Regions from separate parts of the Sus scrofa genome. Here region 2 is linked to region 1. The links are chromatin contacts, called in public promoter capture Hi-C maps. All regions are on one chromosome and are shown on one strand. Each heading gives the region's core, a stretch centred on a gene start, on an enhancer-like site or on the middle of the called end of the contact. The rest is flanking DNA. Distances are from core to core; before and after follow the strand shown.

Region 1 (7,864 bases), core at 3,884-6,383:
CAGAGAAGCGACATGGTCTTATTTGGACTTTAGGAAGATAATTTGAACAGTGATTCTTAACCCTGATTGCAAGTAGAATCACTGGAGAAGCTATCAAAAATTACAGGCCAGGGAGTTCCCGTCGTGGCGCAGTGGTTAACGAATCCAACTAGGAACCATGAGGTTGCGGGTTCGGTCCCTGCCCTTGCTCAGTGGGTTAACGATCCGGCGTTGCCGTGAGCTGTGGTGTAGGTTGCAGACGCGGCTCGGATTCTGCGTTGCTGTGGCTCTGGCGTAGGCCGGTGGCTACAGCTCCGATTCAACCCCTAGCCTGGGAACCTCCATATGCCGCGGGAGCGGCCCAAGAAATAGCAACAACAACAAAAGACAAAAAAAAAAAAAAAAAAAAAAAAATTACAGGCCAGGAATTCCTGCCGTGACTCCATGAGTTAAGACCCAACTAATATCCATGAGGATGCGGGTTCAATCCCTGGTCTCATTCAGTGGGTCAAGAATCCAGCATTACTGCAAACTGTGGTGTAGGTTGCAGATGTGGCTGGGATCCCAAGTTGCTGTGGCTGTGGTGTAGGCTGGCAGCTGCAGCTCTAATTCAATCCCTAGTCCCCCCAAAAAAGAAAAAAAAGAATTACAGCCCAGAGAGTACTCCAGAAAAATTAAACCAGCATTTCTGGGACATGGGACTCATTTTCTTTAGTGTTTTGTTTTGTTTTTGTTTTTGTTTTTTCTTCTAAGCTCCTTAGGGAATTCTAATGCACTATTAAGGTCAAGAATTATTGCTTTATCTAGAATATGGCACAAATGAACCTATCTGTGGAACAGAAACAGACTCACAGACATGGAGAACAGACTTGTGGTGGCCAAGAAGGAAGGCTGGAGGGAGTGGGATGGACTGGGAGTTTGGGGTTAGTAGACGCAAACATTTAGAATAGTTCAGCAATGGGGTGGGCAATGGGGTTTTTCTGTGTAGCCCAGGGAGCTGTGTCCAGTCTCTTGAGATAGAACATGATGGGGGATGATATGACAACAAGAATGTATGTATATGTATGACTGGGTCACTTTTCTATACAGCAGAAATTGGCACAACATTGTAAATCAACTGTACTTGAATTTTAAAAATGCACACACATGAAAATAAAAAGATTTCAATCTCAAAGTACCTTCTAAAAAAATTATTGCTCTAGGAGAATAGACTGTAAGGATGAAGAACTATTATTTATTAAGCACCTACTATGTTTGAGACTTTGTTCCAAATGCTTCACACAATAGCATATATATGATATATATTGCTAATATAGATAAATATAGATTAGATAGAGAAAGAAAGAAGGAAAGAAAGAGAAAAGAAGGGAGAAAGAAAGAAGGGAGGAATGAAGGAAGAGAAAGAAGGAGAAAGAAAGGAAGGAAGGATGGAAGACAGGGATGGAGGGAGGAAGAAAGAAAGAAAGAATCTGGAGCCAATTCCCACCATTTTGAGCTCCGTGTGGTGAACCAATATCACTCCTAGACTTCAAGGTAGATATTATAATCCTAAAATCCCTACTTAACCAATGAGGAAATTGAGGCACAAATCAATGAAATAACTCACCAAATTATTAAATGACACAACTGGATTCACACAGAATTCTTCCTGACTCCCCAAACCCATGCTCTTTCCACTATACACCACTGCCTTAGGAGCTCTGCCTAAGCCTCCTAACAATCCTGCCGTAGCTATCATGATGCTCATTTTACAAATGAGGAAATTAGACCAAGAGAGGTTAATTTGACCAGGTCATGCCTAATAGGTGGAGAGTCTGGGAGGGATTTAAATTCAGAGTTGTCGGGAGCTCTCTTCGTGGCTCAGTGGTAATGAACCCAACTAGGATCCATGAGGATGCAGGTTCGATCCCTGGCCTTGCTCAATGGTTTAAGGATCTGGTGTTGCTGTGAACTGTGGTGTAGGTCGCAGATGTGGCTCGGATCTGGTGTTGCTGTGGCTCTGGTGTAGGCCAGTGACTCCAGCTCTGATTAGACCCCTAGCCTGGGAACCTCCATATGCCACAGGAGTGGCCCTAAAAAAATAAAAATAAAAATAAATTCAGAGTTGTTCAGGAGTTCTTGCTGTGATGCAGTGGGTTAAGAATCTGACTGTAGTGGCTTGGGTTGCTTCAGAGGTGTGGGTTTGATCCCCAGCCCGGCACAGTGGGTTAAAAGATCCTTGTTGCCACAGCCATGATGCAGATTCAGTCTCTGGCCTGGGGAACTTCCATGTACAGCAGTTAGGGCCGTAATATTAAAAAAAAAAATCAGACTTGTTTAACTCCAATTATATGCTTATAAAAGTGAAATATACAGCACATATTTAACATGCAATACAATTCTTTCCTCTGAAAGCTGGGAAGCAAGTTGGTTGGATTAATATAATCCCAGGCGTTGGGCTTTTCTTGTTGGTTTTTTTTTTTTTCTTTGTCTTTTTTTTGTTGTTGTTGTTGTTGTTGTTGCTATTTCTTGGGCCGCTCCCACGGCATATGGAGGTTCCCAGGCCAGGGGTTGAATCGGAGCTGTGGCTACCGGCCAATGCCAGAGCCACAGCAATGTGAGATCCGAGCCGTGTCTGCAACCTACACCACAGCTCACGGCAACGCTGGACCATTAACCCACTGAGCAAGGGCAGGGACTGAACCCGCAACCTCATGGTTCCTAGTCGGATTCGTTAACCACTGCACCATGACGGGAACTCCATCTTGTTGGTTTTTTGTTGTTTTTCTTGTTGGCTGTGGCATGTAGTGGTTTGATGTGGGATCTCGGTTCCCAGACCAGAGACTGAACCTGAGCCACACTGGTGAACTACTAGACCACCAGAGAACTCCCCAGAGTATTATTTTTAATAAATAAAGCTATTCCTAGGGATTTCCCCTTCCTCTTGGGTCTATCATATTTACTGAAAACACTTTAACCCTGGCTAAATCCAACAATACAACTTCTTCACAACCTTATCCAAGCAGCTGAATCATGCTGCTTAGTCTCTCTTTTAATTCATTGTCTTTAACTCAAACGGGTCTTCAATGTCCAGCAGTACTGCACCTTTTGGAAAGAGGTGGCTTCATCACAGTCTCCATTTCTCCACATATACCACTCGATCATCTCCATTCACCATGCCCTGAAACTGATAGTATCAGGTCACTAGTGACCTCCACGTTGCCAAATGCTGTGATCTCTGTTCTTTGTCCTCAGCCTCTCAACAGCCTTTGACACAACTGATCAGGACTTCCTTCCTGACACTTTCATCTGGCTGCCATGACACCATATTCCTTTACCTTCCTACCTCACCAGTTTCTTCTCCTCAAACTTTTGTTTTGGAGGTATGTTCTTCTCTACCTCATCCCTAAATGCTGGGGTACTCCAAAAGTCAGTTCTGGGTCCCCTTCACTTGCCAATTCACACAATCTAAGTGATCACATTTAAGTTCATGCTTTTTGATGTGGGTTTGTCACCACTTACATAGGGACTGGATTCCAAAGTCAGCTCATTTAAAAAAAAAAAAAAAAACAACTCAGGAGGTAGAATTATTCTTGGAAATTCCTAAGTCACCCATAAAGTACAGTATGTGTGGTTTCACAGATACTGATTTTTATATATGATTGTGGCCATATTTATGGGCCGAATGGAAGACCAACACTCTATTTCCTAAAATACTCAATTTGTTTTCCTCCCATGTTGAGATAAATTGTTTTTATTGACCAAAAGATGAAGTACTTGGGGCTTTCACAGAGGGGGCGTGTTTTAAGAAAAATACTTATTTTTAAAGATACATCTTTAAAATGTTCCCACTATAAGAGGGAAATAGGGACTGAATGAATCCATCTGAGAGCGCAGCAGATTCACATCCTTCATCTCATCTTCACTCCACGTTTGCTTTCCTTGAGTGTAAAGGAATCACACAATTTAAAGTATTTCTCACACTCTTTGGTTGAATATGTATAACTCAATTTTAACAAACTAAATGCTGGCCTGACATGATTCCATTGTACCATTTATAGGCTGATGACTCCCAAATTTATTTTTCTAGCCCTGACCTTTTCCCCTGAGCTTCAGACTTGTGAAATCAGCCATCTACCTGGACATCTCTACATAAAGTCAATGAGGTATCTTAACATGTCTGAACCATGCCAAGTGATTCCACTTCTCCATGCCTCATCCACACACACACAAAAAGCTGTTCTTCCCTCAGTCTTTCCTAGCATAGTAAATGGCATGCCATCTACCCCAGCTTTGAAATCAAAAACCCAGGAGCGATTCCAGCCATATGAAAGTCATCAGGTGCATTTAGATCTACCTCCAAAATATATGCCAATCTATCCATTTAACGCCAAAGCATGGATACCACCCTAATCCAAGCCACCATCATCACTGCTACTTTAACTGACCTCTCTGTTTCCACTCTTATCCCTTCTGTGGTCCATTCTCTAAAACAGCCAGAGTAATCTTTTATGAAGCAGTCACTCGTTCATCAAACTTTATTGAGAGCACACAGAAATTGGAGATACAGTGGTGAAGCAAATTAGATCTCTGTGGTCCTGGACTTCATTCTAGAAAGGGGAGGCAATGCACATATAAATTTTGTTTGGTACAAACACAATGAAGAAAATGAATATGAAACGTGATGATCATGCTGCACTAGCGTGCTTATATTAAAATCCATATTCCTTTCCATGACCTTGTTATGAGTCTCTAGGATTAGTTTTCATTTGTCCCTCCAACCTTATCTGTGCCACGCTTCCTCACGGTAACCTGGCTCCAGTCACCCTGGTTGCCTTTCTATTTCCTCAAGGTTCCAAACCTTTTTCCTTCTTCAGGCATATGTTTATCTGCCTCCTCTTAGATTAAATATCACTTCATCAGAGTGAACCTGACTCACCTACCTAAAAGTAGCTCTTCTTTCCTTTCTCTATTAATTACACTGTTCTGTGTCACAGCACTTTGCTCTTAAAGAAATTATTCGACTTATTAATACCTTATATCCTCACTAAAATGGAAGTTTTCCGAGGTGAGATTCCCGACGTGTTGTTTACCAAACTATTCCTTTAGGTGTAGAACAGGGACCAGCATTAAGACGATTTTCATAAATATTTTTTTAGAACAAATGAATAACAAAGGATCTCTCACAGCCACCAGGCTCCGCCCCGCCCAGGCACTTCCGCCCACGGTCTAGACCTAGACCTTCTGGGAGAGGAAGTCTTCTGCGCAGGCGCCTTGGGACCGCAAAGCTTTCTGGGTAAAGATGGATGCCCACGATCTGTTTCGCCGGCTGGGCGCCGGGGCCAAGTTCGACGTGAGACGCTTCTCGGCGGACGCAGCACGGTTCCAGGTACTGTGTGCAGGGCGTCAGGAACCCGAGTAACTGAGAAGGGGCAGGGGCCGGAGAAGGAACTAGCTGCTGGGGGAGCCGGCAGTCGGAAACCCTGTGGCGTGGCTGTAGGGTTATTTTCTCTTCTTTGGCGTTCAGCTTACTGCAAGCCTTCTGAATGAACTCTACCCATCCTTCTGTAGACTTAGTTGGGTCCAGCACGGACACGTTTATCCCTGGCCGCCCTATTGAGTTTATTCAAAGTTCGAATTTTTTCTTTAAAAAGTAATCTTTTATCCGAAACTAGGGTAAAGGAATTTGAAAAACAGAAACAGTCCAAAACGGAGAGAACATTCATTCACTGTAGTCTCTCCGGGTTTGTGTTCGCACGTGTACCGCTTTAGGTGGGCGTTTTATTCCCGCAACTTCGCGACGTGTTAAGGAACCAATGAGAAGAGCGTTTTAGAAAAAGGAGTTCTGTGGTTCCCTTGTGGCGCGGCTGGTGTTGTCTTGCAGCCGCTTGGTTTGCTGCTGTTGCACAGGTTCGATCCCTGGCCCGGGAACCTGCCTGTAGGCGCGACCAAAAAAGAAATGGGAGATCTTAACATAGGAAAATAGTGAGTGGTAAATCGGGAGTAGTTGGGGCCCCTTTCGTGAAAAATCTTGAATGTGTCAACCTTGGTGTTGGGACTAGGGACATATTTGTGTGTGGGCAATATGTGTGTTTCTTCTTACTCTGACTGATGGTATAGTGTTATTGTTAAGAGTTTGAACTCTGGAACCATATGAAACGGGTTCAAATCCTAGGTCTGCCGGTTACTAGTTTTGAGACCTTGGTCAAGTTACTTAACCTCTTAATGTCTCCGTTTTTCTCATCTGTGATATTTTTGTTTACCTCGTTAGGACTGTTGAAGGATCAAGTAATTTAATATGTCTAAACATGCTTAGAAGTCTGCCTGATTGCAGTGTTATGCTGATAAGTGTTTATAAGTCTCGGTGGCTATTTTCATTATTATTATTACTGTTAAAAGTTCAGAAAAGGTAACATTTTGGATTCCATTTGCCCAGATACACTTGTCAGCTCAAGAAATATTTGGTGAGAAATAAAAAAGATGAGTGATTTTACCCATATCCTTACTTGCCAGTACTGCCAGGGTGAAATGCCAGTCAGTCCATAGATTTCATTTACACATTTTTGGGGTTTTAGATAGGAAAAAGGAAATATGACTTTGATTCCTCGGAGGCACTGCAAGGACTGGACTTTTTTGGAAGTAAGAAGTCTGTCCCAGGTGAGTGTGGAGCATCAGGAACGCGTCAGGAGCTACAAGATGAAGAGAAAAGAGAGGAGAGCCTCCCTGAAAGGAAGAGGGAGCAGAACAAGAGAAAGAGGAAGAAGATGACTTCAGGTCAGTGCCTGATTTGTGTTTTTTCTCTTTAGTTTTTTCAGTCACAAAAATAATACAAGCTTATGGTTACATATCAGACAGTATTCAGCCATTTGTCAGTTGATGGCATTCAGGATGTTTCTAGGTACTTGTGATTGCAGATAAGGTAAAGATACAATAAAGATACTTGTACATATATCTTTTTGTACAATTATTATTAATATTATTTTATTTATTTACTTACTTATTTTTTGTAATTAACATCCCCAAAGTGAACTCAAGGGTAAAGAGTATGCATACCTCTTTCTTTGAACAGATAACTGCAAAATGACTTCCTACAGCCATGCCCATGCTGGGTATGTGTGGGTATATCTGATAAATTTAGAAGTAGAATTTCATAGTTTAACAAATAGACTTATTTAAAATTTGGATATTTGTGAATTGTCTACCAGAAACATTGTATCAATAGGAAGTCCAATGCTTTGTTCATTGAGTTGTAGCAGCGTATCCCATTATGTATTGTAGGGGTATTCCATAATTGATTTGACAAGTTCCTGTGTTATGAACATTGACTTTTTCCCACATTTTGGCTGTTAAGGTGTTGTAGTAAAAGTCATTTTGCTTTCCTGGCTGCAAGGTAGTTTAATAAAAACCTTCCACCAAGACGAGTGAAAAAAAAAAGACCTGGAGTTCCTGTCGTGGCTCAGCAGTTCATGAACCCAGCTAGCATTCTTTTTTTTTTTTGTCTTTTGTTGTTGTTGTTGTTGCTATTTCTTGGGCCGCTCCCGCGGCATATGGAGGTTCCCAGGTTGAATCGGAGCTGTAGCTGCCGGCCTACGCCAGAGCCACAGCAACGTGGGATCCGAGCCGCGTCTGCAACCTACACCACAGCTCACGGCAACGCCGGATCGTTAACCCACTGAGCAAGGGCAGAGGACTGAACCCCCAACCTCATGGTTCCTAGTCGGATTCGTTAACCACTGTGCCACAGTGGGAACTCCACCAGCTAGCATTCTTGAGGACGAAGGTTTGATCCCTGGCCTTGCTCAGTTGGTTAAGGATCCAGCGTTGCCATGAGTTGTGGTGTAGGTTGCAGATGCGGCTTGGATCCTGCATTGGCTGTGGCTCTGTCGTAGGCCAGCGGCTGCAGCTC
Region 2 (7,864 bases), core at 2,852-5,351, 250 kb before region 1:
TCATATGTACATCTGCCATGCATGGTCATATACTTAGCAACCTCCATTAATACACATTAATAAGTTTCTTTTTTATATTATCAGTATGGCTGTACATGCCCTTATTAATTTCCTTGGAATAAATTCTAAGGCATATAATTGATGACCAAGGAATATGCTTATTTTAAGCCTTGGATGCACATTGCCATATGAAACTATAAGAATCCCTTTTAGTTAACAAGATTTCAGGGGCCTCACATGATAGTTGCTTTATGTTCAGTAGCCATTGATTGAAAAAAATGCATAATAAAATGCTACCAGGATTCAGTTTTGATTATAAATCAAGTTGTATCAAACACCACAGAACCAACACATACTTTTAAAATAAGCCATTTGTGTTCCAAATGTATTACTTGTCCTATCCTCTGTCTTTAGGGTACTTGTGGCCTTGCTGGCTCCAGGCAGGTTCTTATTGATTCCCAGAAATGGGAACTCTTGCCTCTCAGTTGTATTCTGTGGATGGAGATCCCCCAAACAACAGGTCTCATGCATAATTTTTTCTGTCCATTTCTCAGAGGAAGATTTATCCTAAAGACCATCCTTCTGTAATCATTGCTCATCCTTTCCTGGAGTTCCTATCTTCAAAGATGTGATGATTTGAAGCTCCTTCCCAGGAAAACAGATGAAAATGGGGCCCGTGTCTGGAGAAGACAGGGGATGTGATGAGGAAGGAAAATAATTGTTCCTTTTAATAAATCAGCATCACTGAAAGTATCCATGCTACTCGATTTAATTGGTGCGGAGGGGATAAGGAGGAGGAAGAGGAGAAGTTGGGGGATAAATGACATTTGTTGATCACTTGCTATGCAACAAGGACTGTGTTATATGCCCCATAAGAATCATCTAATTTGGGAGTTCCTGTTGTGGCACAGTGGTCAATGAGTCCGACTAGGAACCATGAGGTTGCGGGTTCAATCCTTGGCCTCGCTCAGTGGGTTAAGGATCCGGTGTTGCCGTGAGCTGTGGTGTAGGTTGCAGACGCAGCTCAGATCTAGCATTGCTGTGCCTATGGAGGCCTGGGAACCTCCATATGCCATGGGAGTGGCCCTAGAAAAGGCAAAAAGACAAAAAAAAAGAATCATCTAATTTATCTTCATAATAACTTTGTAACTATGCTTATTATCATGGCCATTTTATATACAAGGACACCAAGGTTTAGAGAACGTGAGTAATTTTCTCAAAGTCATACAGCAAATAAGTGTCAGAGCCTTAACTATAATTCCATGTCAAGGACTTCCTGTGTGGCTCACAGTATAATTCCATGTCAAACTCTAGGGCCTATACATTATAGCATAGTGGGTTAGGGGAATCCAACTTTGAAATTTGCATCCAGGCCCACTATACAACTGTATGATTTTCAGTGAGGTCCTAACCTTTCTGTGCTTAGTTTCCTCATCTACATAACAGTATATACTTCATAGAGTTGCCCATATGAAAGAGGTTAGTTCATATAAAGTGCTTGGAATAGTGTTACATAGGAAGCATTCAATAAATGATAACTAAATTGTTATTATTATTACCAAATTGATGGACTGATGACCCTAAGTCCTAATAGTCTAAGACTCCAGAACTGAACCCAAGGCTAATCCTCCTTCCTAGCCTCTCATAGTTCATTTGGATACTAAAATCCAGCACCTCTTTCCTGGTTTTCACCATTGAGAGATGTGGGAAGTTAAAAGAGAGCTGCAATTCTTGTCCAGCTTTTTCACAATCACAGTCTTAAGATTCAGCTGGCCCAGGTTGTAATCTGATGTTGACTAATTTACTGCCTTCGACAAATTATTTCAACTGTTTAAACTTCTTCAACCATTTAAACTGTCCTTACCTGTAAAAGAGGGGGAATGATAATAGCTACCTACCTCATTTGGATCCTAAGGTTTATAGAAATTTACAGTTTACAGAACATTTTCATGAACATACCATTTGCTTTTCACATCAACCAACAGATGGCAAATGCAGGGCTCTGAATACACAAGCATGAATTCATTCATTCTGTCCACAGGTATTGTGGGTTGCCTGTCACATCCCAGGCACTGTGTTAGCACTGGGGACATAATAACAAACCAGACAGATGGCATTTGTGCCTTCACAAAGCTCACAAAGAAGAAATAAATAATAAACAAGTAAATGAGTAATGGAGATAATGATACATTATGGTCAATGTTCTAAAGGAAATAAATAAGAATGTGAATTAAAAGGAAGGGGGGCAGTAAAGACTGCTTTAGTTAGGATGATCCAGACCCCAGTGAGGTGACAAAAATGAAGTCTTGACAGGGTTCCAAAACATGAAAGAAGTGAAATTCCAGAGTAAGACTCCAGATCACCTTATGCAGAATTTATAAAAGGAAGTGACTGCGAAATTACTTAGCATCCTTTAAAGCACCTCAGTCATGGCTATATTATAAAAATATTGAGAATGGGGCAAGGGAAGGATGTGTGAGGAGAATTTCTTGGGAGAGCTTTTGCCGAGCTGTGAGTTTCCACAGTTTGGAGGTTACTGTTTAAATATAAGCCAATAGGGAGAACTTTAAAGAATGTTCATTTCCTTGGAAAAATCACACTGCCATCCACAAGGATACATCAGAACTCAACAAATGGTATAGTTTACAATACCTGAACTCTTCAGTCTGGAATAACACTAAGTGTGAGTCATCCACATTTCAGACTAAAATGAGCCACACCAAACCCAGGTCCCTTCCACAGTTTCTTTCACACCACCTTCATGTGGCGATGGCCAGGCCTCACAGCCTTCTAGCCCAATGTGTTGGATATCTACTACACAATGCTTCAAATATTCTTGGCCTTACAAGCTTACCCTAATCGTTGCCATAGCAACCAGTATATCTTCTGCATCTACTAACTCAGCAGACCAAACTTGTCAGAGCCTTGCCTCATACTCGAACCCTAGTAGCCCACACCTCTCACTTTTGCCTCAGGACTTCTCTGTCTATGCAACAAGAGGCTCCTACAGGAACTACCACACACCCATGCACACTCAATTCAGAAGCACTGAAGGAGTCCCGTCATGGTGCAGTGGTAACGAATCTGACTAGGAACCATGAGGTTGCAGGTTTGATTCCTGGCCTTGCTCAGTGGGTTAAGGATCTGGCATTGCTATGAACTGTGGTGTAGGTCGCAGACGTGGCTCGGATTCTGCATCGTTGTGGCTCTGGCATAGGCCAGTGGTTATAGCTCTGATTAGACCCCTAGTCTGGGAACCTCCATGTGCTGTGGGTGCAGTCCTAGAAAAGACGAAAATAGACAAAAAAAAAAAAAAAAAGAAGAAGAAGAAGAAGAAGCACTGAAGAATTAATGTTGGGGGGGGGCAACACTTGAAAATAGAGGTCAAAGGCTGGCAAGTATATGCTTTCCCCTTCCATTCCTCAGGATAGGGTCCCAAGAGCATTCCATAAGGTCTCTCAGAAAGTCCTGAGGATTGAGCAATCACTCACCCCTTGCAAAGGCCAACTTCATAGCACATATTTGTATTGATTCTCCTTTTTTTCCTGAGTAACTCCCTCACCTATGAACCTAACCTGTGGCTCTGACTTACCATTCAAACTAAAACAGCAGCGACTAGTTCTCAGCTCCCGATTTTCTCTGAGCAAATGTTTGAATATCACAAATACACACACATATGTATACATGAATCCTAAGACAAAACAATATACAAGCATAATGAAATCTAAATTAAACTGTAAAGTATTTCTCCCTGAAATACTTTGGGAAAAATTCTTTCTGAATCTCAAAGACTTCAGAGAGCTAGCTCTCCCAAAGCATACCCTCACTTTTCATTGCTAAACAGAAGTGTTTTATTCTCAGGATAAAACATGTACATTTAGGTGACTTCAAGGGTTTCCCTAAGAGTCATGGGTGAGAATTTGCTTTATATTTACATAATTTAAAGGACGGCCGTAGAGATGGTTTTCCCAGTCGGCCAGAATATAAACTTCAAGCCTTCACCTCGTGGGTGACTGAAAACTGTTCAACCTTTTTAAATGGCTATTTTCTTTTCCAGCTTTTTGCTTTTCAGGTTTCAGTAAATCTTGGGGTGTCCAATCTCAACCAGGTCACCTTCAGGTACGTTGTGTTTCACAAGGTTCAATTTGAACTCCCATATTATTGCATGTGGAGAGGGGCTTCACAACCCACAGGATTTACGTCCAGCCACAAAGAATCCCGGGGAACGCAGCTATTATTTCAGGGTGGTTTTGTGCCTGGGAGAAAAAAATTAGGGGTTCTAATACCATGTGAGAAGAGGAAAAGGATGGCGAACTAGCAGCGTTTGCCACTTTCAACCCCAGCCCCGTTCTGAAACGTTTAGTTCTAAACATGAATTTCAGCCCTGCCCAGTAACAAACTCTCTGGGAGGACAAAGAGAGTCCCCAGTTTTCAGTCACGGGTCAAGGAAAGGTGCGGGCGAAAAAATCTCACACATAATATGTATCTGCTGCGTACTAGACCGAGGATAGGTCCAGTAGTCTCAAAACCCCTCCCACATCGGATTCGGGTCTGAAGGAGGCATTTCCGGAACTAGCGCGCGGAGACGAGGGATGCCCCGGAAGTAGTTCCCTGTTGTCTTACGTAGGAAAGATGGCGGCGGTGCAGGTCGCGGGTTCTCTGTTGGGCGGACCGCCGCGAGAGACGCCTCGGGAACCACCCCTCGAGCAAGGTAGTGGGTTCCGCCGCTTGTCCTCCAGGCTCTGCGCCCTGCGCCCGGATGACAGCAGCTCCGGCCGCACCGAGATACACCTGCTTTTCGACCAGCTCATTTCCGAGAACTACAGCGAAGGCAGCGGCGTGGCCCCGGAGGTAGGCCCGCGGGCCCCGACCCCATCCTTCAGGAACCTTAGCTAAGGGCTCTCGCCCTGCCTTTCTGGCCTTTTCCCATCCTCCCTTTGCAGTGCTTAGTTCCAGGCTCTTTTTTCCCTCCGACCGCGATACATTCTTTGCCCTCCTCTTTCTGAAAGACACTGCAGCGCCTGGCAAACGTGCATATCTCAAAAGCCAACTCGGTGACTTCTGTTCTGATAACATCAGAGGTGTCATCCCTGGTGCTACCTTCCCGTTCCCTTCCCGGCTTCATTCCCCTTGTTCAGAACACTTTGTGTATAAAATTTGCTATTACCAGTTCTTGAGTACGTGGTACACGGGCCACATACTCTGTTGTACCGTGCAGGGTTGCAGGGATTTTAGTGTGTATTACTAGTTCTGTTTTACTGATAAACATAACTGAGGCTAACAAAGGTTCAGTGTCATTCATATTGCTGGCAAAAGGCAGGGCTAGAACTGGAACTAAGTCTCCCAAAGTCCCAGCCGTTTTCTGTTTCTCCATGCTAGCTCCACCCTCTTTGCCTCCTCTTTGAAAGTACTTTAATATTCACTCACATCAGACTTTGCATACTCCTTACTGACCCAGTCACACCACTGTTATCTGGTGCCCAGAGGCACCTTAAACCTCACATTTCTTAAAATTAGTTCATTATCTTCATACACACCCTGCATCCCCCATCCGCCCCGCCCCCCCCCGCCCCTCCCCAACACACACACATTGTCTGCCTAGCCGCAAAGGACAGACATTGGTTCTTCCCTTTCTTCTTTAGCCTGACAAAAGCATTTTTTTTTTTTGTCTTTTTTGTTGCTATTTCTTGGGCCGCTCCCGCGGCATATGGAGGTTCCCAGGCAGGGGTTGAATCGGAGCTGTAGCCACCAGCCTACGCCAGAGCCACAGAACGCGGGATCCGAGCCGCGTCTGCACCTACACGCAGCTCATGGCAACGCGGATCGTTAACCCACTGAGCAAGGGCAGGGACGAACCCGCAACCTCATGGTTCCTAGTCGGATTCGTTAACCACTGTGCCACGACGGGAACTCCCACAAAAAGCATTTTGATTTCATTCCTTCTAGATCCTGTCTAATCTAGATTCTTCAGAATCTGTCTCAGGGAGTTTCTGTCGTGGCTCAGCGGAAACGAATCTGACTGTATCCATGAGAATGCAGGTTCCATCCCTGCCCTTCTCAGCGGGTTAGGGATCCTGCATTGCCCTGAGCTGTGGTGTAGGTTGCAGACGCGGCTCAGATCCAGCGTTGCTGTGGCTGTGGTGTAGGCTGGCAGCTACAGCTCCTATTTGACCCCTAGCCTGGGAAGCTCCATATGCCGTGGGTGTGGCCCTAAAAAAAAAAAAAAAAAAAAAAAAGAAACTGTCTTAGTCTCAGAAATATTTCTCAGTCCATCCCCTCGTTTCTATTCCCACGGCCAATGCATTGGCAGGATGAATCTTCTGGACTGTTCCACTGGGTCTCCTTTAACTTATCCCCAAACCATTCTTTGTTCTCCTGCTAGAGTGATCTTTTCCTTAGTGGGGGAAAAAAAAAATCAATTAGAAAAGTAAATCTCTGATTTGGAAAGATCTTCAATACATTCTTGTAAATGGTCAAAGCAAGTTACAGTGTGAAATAATAGGGTGGGAAGGGCTTGACATCATAGGTACCTTTATAGATAATACAAAGAGTTCAAAACCACCTGCGGAAAAGTTTACAGTGGAATAATAGCATGTGTCACTAGGAGTAGTGTGGAATTAGGGAAGAGTCGGGACTTTTGCTTTATTTGTACAATGCGTGCCTTTCCAGTCTTCTGTCTTGTCATTCCTGCTTTTGTGCCCCATGTGCCATCATTTAAAACTTGCTGTTCCTCAGGTGTTTCACCGGTAAAACATGTGGGTGTTCAGGTCTGCCGACTCCATTCCCTTCACCGTGTCTTTCAGTGCCTTGCCTGTCTGGCAGAGTTTTCATCCTTCACACCCAGATTCTGCTTAAAAATCACCTCACCTCCCTAATTACTGTTTCCCCACAGAGTTTCTTGCTTAATTCTTTCAGCAAGAAATTCACTATAATTGTGAGCAGTATTTCTGTCTCCTTCATGGATTGTGCCTTTTTGAAGTTCAGAAGTATGTTTGTTCACTTTTGGAGCCCAAAGACCCAGCCTGCTACCTGGTACAGAGCAGGTGCTCAGAGCCTTTTAATTCAATAAACATCAATAGATGAATAAATAGTGTGATTTGCAAATAGGTTATTTTTTTAAATAAACAGTTTATAATTTTTCATTAAATTCATACAAGTGTCATTTCTGATTTTCGCGACGGCACTGCAAATTTAGTTTGCTTTCTCTTTAGTGTTTTTCAATTCAGTGTGTGCTTTTATGCTCTGGAATCCTTTCTTTGGTTATTTAATTGTACTGTCTCTACCTGTGTGGAAACTCTGGGGTCTTTAGCCTGGCAAAAATCATTTTGATTGTTTCCTTCTTTTTTAGCACATGCTTTTTTATGTTATCATCCTACTTTCTGCCTCAAATTTCATCTTTCCCCATTTTGAGTCTGAATGTTCACTTTTATTTTCTCATTTGGCTGTGTTGGGGTATCTTCAGTTGACTAATAGTATACTACCTTTTCATTGGCTTTTTTTTTTTTTTTTTTTGGTAGGATGTCAGTGCTCTTCTTGTCCAAGCTTGCCGGCTGGTACCTCTTAATCAGAATCATCTTGTCAGCAAACTGTGTCAGCTTATCCACCACTTGCTTAACACATTACAGGTAATCATGTAGGTAACATGTGAATTCACATCATGAATTTTGAGAATAAGTAAGTACCTTTGAAATACTACATTTGTGGTAGATATGTAATGCCAGTCTTTGGGGAAACTATGCACATGCAAAAACATGCTTTAAGAAGAGTGATATTAAAACAAATATAAGGAGTTCCCGTCGTGGCGCAGTGGTTAACGAATCCGACTAGGAACCATGAGGTTGCGGGTTCGATCCCTGGCCTTGCT

What was found. Promoter capture Hi-C pulls out the DNA fragments that hold promoters and counts their contacts.
Region 2: a promoter capture Hi-C map of liver shows a contact between it and region 1, with 3 times the contacts expected there. The contact joins the promoter of HEATR6 here to the promoter of DDX52 in region 1. A contact is called at or near these places in 1 of 5 promoter capture datasets (liver) and 1 of 2 datasets of contacts at active chromatin or transcription factors (alveolar macrophages).

The regions. Positions count from the first base shown.
Region 1 is chr12:39,092,827-39,100,690 of Sscrofa11.1, reverse strand. DDX52 (probable ATP-dependent RNA helicase DDX52) reads left to right here and starts at 5,133. Exons shown (of 15, transcript XM_013989946.2): 1 at 5,133-5,347; 2 at 6,534-6,732. The coding sequence starts at 5,261.
Region 2 is chr12:39,343,918-39,351,781 of Sscrofa11.1, reverse strand. It overlaps HEATR6 (HEAT repeat-containing protein 6), which reads left to right and starts at 4,101. Exons shown (of 22, transcript XM_021067375.1): 1 at 4,101-4,119; 2 at 4,628-4,851; 3 at 7,518-7,625. The coding sequence starts at 4,633. It overlaps LOC110256045 (protein Wfdc21-like), which reads left to right. Exons shown (of 3, transcript XM_021067397.1): 3 at 555-753. The coding sequence ends at 588.